Linked DNA regions of Mus musculus: region 2 is linked to region 1. Evidence: chromatin contacts called from public HiChIP or PLAC-seq data. All regions are on one chromosome and are shown on one strand. Each heading gives the region's core, a stretch centred on a gene start, on an enhancer-like site or on the middle of the called end of the contact. The rest is flanking DNA. Distances are from core to core; before and after follow the strand shown. Region 1 holds the start of Ccdc88a (coiled coil domain containing 88A). Region 2 overlaps Sptbn1 (spectrin beta, non-erythrocytic 1).

Region 1 (3,474 bases), core at 884-3,383:
ATAAATCCATTTGTCTTACAACAACCTTAACATAGTTATGGGTACTTTCATGTTGTCAGATTTCTGAGAGATTACAAAGAAAAGGAAAAATGTCAGGTATTGGAGCTCCTAAAAGCCATGCTTTCATATGGGCGTCACCTCTCCCTCTATACCCCACTTGCTAATCAAAGAACTGTGATTAAGGAAGAGTCAGCAAGAGCAAAAGAAAAAGACTGTTTATAACCAGGATGACTCAGGATTTCTGCATAGGCCAGGAAAATTCGAGGCTATGCTCTGTACTACATGGATTCAGTATAATCCGAAGTATGATGATTTTAGAAGGCCTTTCGTTTGCAGATACTCCAGAAGCAAGGCATTTTTTTTTTCTCCTGCAACTGAACTCAAGTAGAGGCTGTAGTGTTCCAAGTTGTTTATAAAGATTAGAATTCCGGGGAATAATGACCACAATGCTACTGCTTGCAGTAGCAGATCATTTGCAATGAACTGCCATCTCATGGGTCTTTATTGTTTTTTCTTGCTTTACATGGGAAGAGAGGGGCTCAGTAATGTGTCTAGGTTCACACAGCTAGTGAGTCTTGCTATCAGAAATCCTGAAGGTTCGTGCCCCACGTTGGACGCAAACAAACTTTTGCTGGGCGTGGTGGTGCACATCTTAAATCCCAGCACTTGGAAGGCAGAGGAAGAGGCAGGCAGATTTCTGAGTTCGAGGCCAGCCTGGTCTACAAGTAAGTTCCAGGACAGCTACACAGAGAAACCTTGTCTTGAAAACAAGCAAACAGACAAACAAACAAACAAAAGAAATCCTGAAGAAATTGTGGTGTTTAATTTAGTATATGATAAAACATGTTTACTGTTACCTTAAATTATGAGAGATGGAGAGATGACTCAGTGGTTATGAGCTCTGGTTGCTGGTGCAGAGGACCAGGGTTTGATTCCTGGCATCCAGTGGCTCATGGCTGCCTCTAACCTCTGTTCCAGGGAACCTAGTGCCCTCTTCTGACCTCCACAGGAACCAGGCACATAAGTGGGGAAGAAACATACATCCAAGGCAAAAATTCATACAATCAATGAAAAATAAAACATACAAAAATAGATATCATTAAACATATGAGTAGTCAAAGAGGATAGGTACTTGTAAGCACTGTGCAAACATAAAATGCATTGTAATATCACAATACCATATTGTGTTTGGAAAAAGATGTTTTCTATTCCATCTTATCCTGGACATGCTATGGGTATGAGGAAGAATAACATTTAATTTGCTGTGGAACTGTCATATTTTGATGGGCCCTCTAGTACATAAGATAAATGATTTTTAACAAATGTTTGTCACACAACTTGGATGATTTCTAAATATTTTCTCTTGTGGCTCTCAATTTGGATTTTTTTTCCCAGTGACCAAGAAGTCAAAAAATAATGCCTGCATCATGGAAACTCCAGTCAGGAAATCCCATGTTGAAAGGCAGCTTTGGTTATTCTCGACTCTTATAAATATTTCATATATATATAATATATAAATTATATAAATATATATTATATCTATAAATATTTCATATATATATGAAAAGACGGGAAAACAAAAACAACCTCCATCCCCCCAAGATGTGCTTTTGCTTCTTGCTGCAGCTTTCCTAGGCCTTTTAGGGGGCGAGAAAGCATGTTTAACAGAGCAAATCAAAGTGTCCGAAAGAGGATGTCTGCACCCCTCGTGTTTAAAAAAAAGATGGGTTTCGTTCCTTTTCCTTCACACATGAAAGAAGGCGCTCCAGGAGGAAAGAAACCATAATTAGACATGAGCGAGCAAGCAGACAGACCCGGTTCCTCAGTCTTGCCCGGTTCCTCAGTCTCGCCCCCTACACCCTGGCATCCGTCCGGGGCGCGGACTCGACGCGGGCCCCCGCCGCAGCTGCATCGTCCGCGCGTCCACGCTCCGCCAGAATCTGGGCGGCGGCGGGCCGGCCGGGGGCGCGCTCACGCGGGAGCGCGCTCTTGCAGCGGTTTTCTTCTCCCACAATCCAGAGGTAGAGGCGCGGGAGGGCGGGGAGTCGGCGGAAGGATACTGGCGCGGAGGGAGTGGCGCGCTCGCCCGCCAGGCCGGCGGCGGGTGTGCTGCGGCACTGCGGTTCCGAGGCCGTTACCCTAGCTCCTCCAGAGGGCGGCGGAGGAGGCTGGAGCGCGGCAGCGGAGCGTCCGGGCGTCGCTGAGGCACACGGAGGCTGGCGGGGCTCCTGCAGCCGGACGGTCAGGGACACGCCTCGGTGCTCCGGACCCCGGCCAAGGCCAGGGCGCTGAAGCGAGCGCGAGGCCGCGGAGGGATGCTGAGCGCCTGGAGAGGGGCGAGCCGCGCCTGAGGCTGTGAGGTTGCGGGCAGACGCTCCCAGCTCTCGGCGCCCGTGCCCACTGGCGGCCGGAACGCCCAGAACCGCTCGCCCAGGTCCAGCCCGGCCCCCTCGGCCCCCACGTTGGGCTTGAGTTCTTGGCGGCCGCTGCGCTGGCCGGCTCCCCCCGGGAGCGGGGCAACCTTGACGGGCTTTTTGTCTCGTGCCCCGGCCGCTCTCCGCGTCCTCCTCCTCCAGATGCCTTTTTTCTGCCCCTCCTCACCGGGTGCAGACTGCCAGCATCGGCTGCGGCTCAGCGCGGGATTCGGGCTCGTTTCCCCGGGGGGGCTAAGGAGGGACAGCTCTTCCCCTTCTTCGATGGGATTTTCCTCTCCTGCCGGAATGAACTTTCATTGATTCCGTCTTCTACATTTACTGACCAATTCCCTGGGCGTATTTGTGGTACTTCCTCCCCCCGCCCCCTCCTGAATATATAATCTGTAAAATGGAGAACGAAATCTTCACTCCCCTTCTGGAGCAGTTCATGACCAGCCCCTTGGTCACTTGGGTAAGGAAGATGTCCTTTATGGTATATTTGGCCGTGTTATTTGTGGCTGCAGAGATGGAGGTGGGCGTTCACGTCGTGATAATCCTTCTGTTCTAGGTTAAAACGTTTGGACCTCTGGCTGCAGGAAATGGGACTAACCTGGATGAGTATGTGGCTTTAGTGGATGGGGTATTCTTGAACCAGGTCATGCTCCAAATGTAAGTGTCTTCTTCTTTCTTGGTAACTTATATTCTTTGAAACATTACATACTTTGAACTTAGATTTCACGACTTAATTTGGTTCTTTGGCCAGAAAAAAAAAAATCAGGTAGTTTAATTGGATCTTGGAAGGAGCGGTATTCTTATGTGCCTGCCCCATTTATCACAACCAAATAGTTATACCTGTTAAAATTGGTAAACTTTATCCGTGACTTTGCCAATTCTGTTTTGTCATTTATTGTCTTGACTGCTGAAATTCAAACTACATTGTGTCATCTTTGGTCATTTGGTAAAATGACGGAGATAGAGAAATCTTGTCTACCACAGGGAAAAGACTTAACTGAAGTTATATATGTGGAAAGATATTTATTAACCTTTTTAGTATAAGAAT
Region 2 (3,956 bases), core at 14-2,513, 840 kb after region 1:
AGGTCCCAGCCCTGCTGGAGATACTGTGCTTTCTTCTCCAATGATGGACTGTGATCTAGAAGTATAAGCAGAATAAGCCCTTTCCTCCCCAACCTGCTTTTGGTTATGGATATGTCTCCCCAACTAAGACAAACATCTAGGGTTGATCTCTGTCCTCCACACACATGTGCACACATGTGCACAGCCATGTGCATGCACACCCATGCCCATATGTGTACCCACAAACATTAACATTCATACACAACAAATAGAAGAATGAGATACACACATGCACTAGAATATTATTCCGCTTTAAAAAATGGAATCATGTCACAAGCCTGTCACACCAGCACATGGATGAACCTTAAAGGTATTATGTTAAGTGCAAAAAGCCAGTCAAAACGAGAAAAATAGGCTCATAGTGGCACCTATGCCATTCAAGTGTCCACTGCAGTCTGAGCAGGTCTGAGCCAAGAAGACAGCCATAGTGGTGGTGCACTTCGAAAGGGAAATGGCCTATTAAGGCAAACTGATGTCCCCTGGAGATGATCAAGCCACTCAGCGTGGTATATGTTCCTGGAGCCCTTCTGTTTCTGGGCAAGGAGCAGTTTGCTGGTGTGGATATTCGGGTCTATGTGAAGAGTAGTGGTCTTGGGACCCAAATTTATGCCATCCCATAGCCCATTTCTAAAGCCCTGGTGGCTTATCAAAAATATGTAGATGAGCCTCTAAGAAAGAGATCAAAGATACCCTGCCCCTGTTTGATACCAGAAATCCTACCAATAAGCCCATCTCAAGGATCAAGGTCCATTCACCTTTGTAATAAAACATCCTGGAATTTTAACGTTAAATAAAAAACAAACATGTTCTAAGTCCTGGGAACAGTCAGGAGGATGGAGGAGGGGCAATGAAATAACTGTCTAGTTAGTTGTTCCTCAGTTTTGCAAGATTAAAACATTCTACACATCTGTTACCCAGCAGTGTGCTCGCAGTTAATATCAATGAAAGGTGCACACATTTGGTTATTAGTTTTTAAAAATAATTAAAAATAAACTTTCAATAAAAACAGAGGGAACACACTGACAGTAGACCTAGAATCACATGCTCCTCACATGTGCTCTCAAAGCCGTCAGCCGATCCCTCCAAGTCCTGTTTTTCCAACCTTAAGAAATAAGAACTGGACTGGGAATCCTGCCAAATCTCATTTTTATAACAAAGGTCTCATAAATGAGTTACTGACTCATACTTGCATGCAGCACTGCGGGGTGACGACCTCTCAGCAGTCCCAGTTACTGCAGGGCCTGGTGAACTCTACAAAGCCAACCTTCACCCAACTGCTCCAGATCTGTACTTTCCAGTCAGTATCTCTAAGACTGATATTCCAAAGCTGACCAACTGTGACTTCAGACACTGTAACCTATTATACTGAGGCAACTGTATATTCCTTTAATGTACGTGTATGTATGGGTGTGTGTGTGTGTGTGTGTGTGTGTGTGTGTGTGTGTGTGTACAGGAATATGGAAACACCTTCGCATGTGTTAGACTAGTTTTCTCCACTTTGAGCATTTTGTGACACCCTATCATCAACTTCTCTGAAATACTACGACTTGCCCACCCAGATACTGTTAGGGATAATTTTGGGGTATTAAAGGCTCAGAAAGCAATGGTCCAATATTCTTACTGATCAAAAAAAATCATAAGATTATGGAAGAGTGAATGGCAAAAATCAATGCACAGGAAAGAAGTCTGTAATTTCACGTGCTTATAATCAGTTACACTCGTTCTTGTTAATAACACTCTAAAAGAGCCTGCATTTCTGACTCACCATACATAAAACAGTAAAAAGAAAAATTTCCATGAGCTTGAGTAAGCATCATAAATCATTTCTTATTTCATTATTCTCATGAAGAGCAAAGGTTGCTACTGTCACCTACCAACATGTACTCACAATCCACTCCTCACTGTTACACAGAACAGTAGAAGACGCTGGGAGTCACCTTGGTAACAGAACAGAGTTAGCTTGCTAACTCCTGAGGTTATCTCATGCCAAAAATCATTGGTATTTCTGTTTGTTTGTTTTTGTTTTTCTCCCCAGTGCTAGCACGTAGACCCCAGGGCCTTGAGCATACCAGGTAAACACATCAGCCCTCCACAGCTTACAATTCATTCTGTCATATCTATCAGATGTATGGTATAATAAATGTTTTTGTTTGTTTTTTTTAAATAACAGGTCAGCTAGGGCCCCTTTACCCCCCATAAACTGGCTTTGCTTCTGTGTTTGACAGTCAGACACAAAAAGAAGATACACGGAAAGCGCCAACTCTCAATGTACAACCTTTCCTAAAGCAGTGGCAGGGCTTAGCTCTCTTGAGAAAGGTTTTATACGCTCAACCATTACAGATGCCCAAATGAGCTACAAAAGCTATCTCAGAACCTTCCTCATAATTTTTTTAAATTAACAATTGTGGGGAGAGGTACAAGGTTTAACTACCTCAGAAATTAAGGCTATCTGGAGACGTATAAAATATTAATACCAAGAAAGGCAACTTACAAGAGGGCTGGAAAAGGCAAGTAAAGGTCCCAGGGTTTTGGTTGCCTCTGAGTCTTACGACTGGTAACCCATGTTAGAGCGCACAAAAGCAGCCACAGAAAATCTTGATTGGAGTATGTAAAATAAGGATTAATAGCCCTATCAAAGACTGCTATTAACACTTCTGCATTATTCTAAAATATTCTCCAAGGTGATAGTGACCCACGAGTTTTAAGTATGATAAATAATCCTGGAAGCCTGCTCATATTCCTTTTTTATCATCCTCTGATACCAAGCGACAGCTGTGGTCATAAAGAGGAATGCACATGAGAGCTAAATTACCCCACCAGAGGCCAGCATGTTCCAGCAAGAACTAGCCTGCTTGACTAGGGTTTTTATACATGGATATGTCCCTCTCCCTCAACCTCACTTATTTGGTTGGGGGTTAGAATGAGAAAAATCAATGTACCAAAACTTTAAAGTATTTTTGTTATACTTCCTCAAATCGTTTTCTCTCAAATTTAGGAACATGCAGGATCACTCTAAGTATAGCATATAGACCTAAAACAGAAGTCCAATCAGAGAAGACCAAATATGGCGATCACACAGATTCGTTTTCATTAAAAAAACAAAGTCATGGTATACAGCTTGATGTATGTGCCTCATTGGTAAGGAGGCTATACAAGTCCTGGGCTCAACTGCCCAGAACTGCTAGAAAACAAAATGTTTAAAAATTCCAACCTAAAATTCTTTTCCTGTGCTTCATCGCAGTTCCTGGAATGAGGACTGAGTCACAAATGCCCTCTGAGCACCACTGCAAACAAGGGCAAAGGTCACCAGAGGCTAGCAGAACACGCGCCCTTTGAAAGCTTCTGGTTTCCCACAGGGACTTCTTATTCTGCCACCTGCATTAAGGCAATATTCTCAGTATGGAACACTCCTCCCTGAGGAGGGAAACAGAGCTCTCTCTTTACAAGATTTACTTTCAGTGTGGCATGCTAGTGCACACCTTTAATCCCAGCACTCAGAGGCAGAGGCAGGCGGCACTTGAGTTCTCAAAATGATCCCACAAGACAGTGTTCCTGTCCTGTAGAAGTTTATCCACTACCTTACAGTAATTGGCAGGGAGGAGATGTAAGGCAGAAGCAGAACTCTGAGGCCATTCTCTCTTAGCATCCGCCTAGAAATGAACAATTCTGGATGCCTGCCACACCCAGAAAGGCCTGGAAGCTTTGGCCATAAGAGAATTTCCCAAAGGCACAGTTAGATGAAGAATCTCCAAGTCTGTACAGTTTCTGAAGGCTATATACAGTGTACAGACAAATTTAAAGATGAGATATAATCCTAAAACTGGAATAATTGTGAGCAAAGCCCTACAGTGGTCCTTGCTGATTTATTTGCCTGAATACTCCACAAAAACGCTCTTGTGCTAACTAACACCTTGTGT

The links. HiChIP or PLAC-seq counts read pairs in DNA pulled down with a chosen protein or histone mark.
Region 2: a contact with region 1 is called in a FOXA1 HiChIP or PLAC-seq map of pancreatic cancer cells. The contact joins the enhancer-like site here to the promoter of Ccdc88a in region 1. A contact is called at or near these places in 1 of 115 datasets of contacts at active chromatin or transcription factors (pancreatic cancer cells) and 1 of 9 other capture datasets (macrophages).

Annotation. Positions count from the first base shown.
Region 1 is chr11:29,371,525-29,374,998 of GRCm38.p6, forward strand. It overlaps Ccdc88a (coiled coil domain containing 88A), which reads left to right and starts at 2,134. Exons shown (of 31, transcript NM_001363368.1): 1 at 2,134-2,886; 2 at 2,983-3,083. The coding sequence starts at 2,824.
Region 2 is chr11:30,208,513-30,212,468 of GRCm38.p6, forward strand. All of the region lies in intron 1 of Sptbn1 (spectrin beta, non-erythrocytic 1), which reads right to left. Among named protein-coding and RNA genes, the nearest start is that of Sptbn1, 9.3 kb to the right of the region's middle. Within about 2 kb of position 1,264, at least 76 of the 459 cell types and tissues checked have an H3K27ac peak or open chromatin away from gene starts, as enhancers often do. A contact at or near this core is called in pancreatic cancer cells, where this site is marked.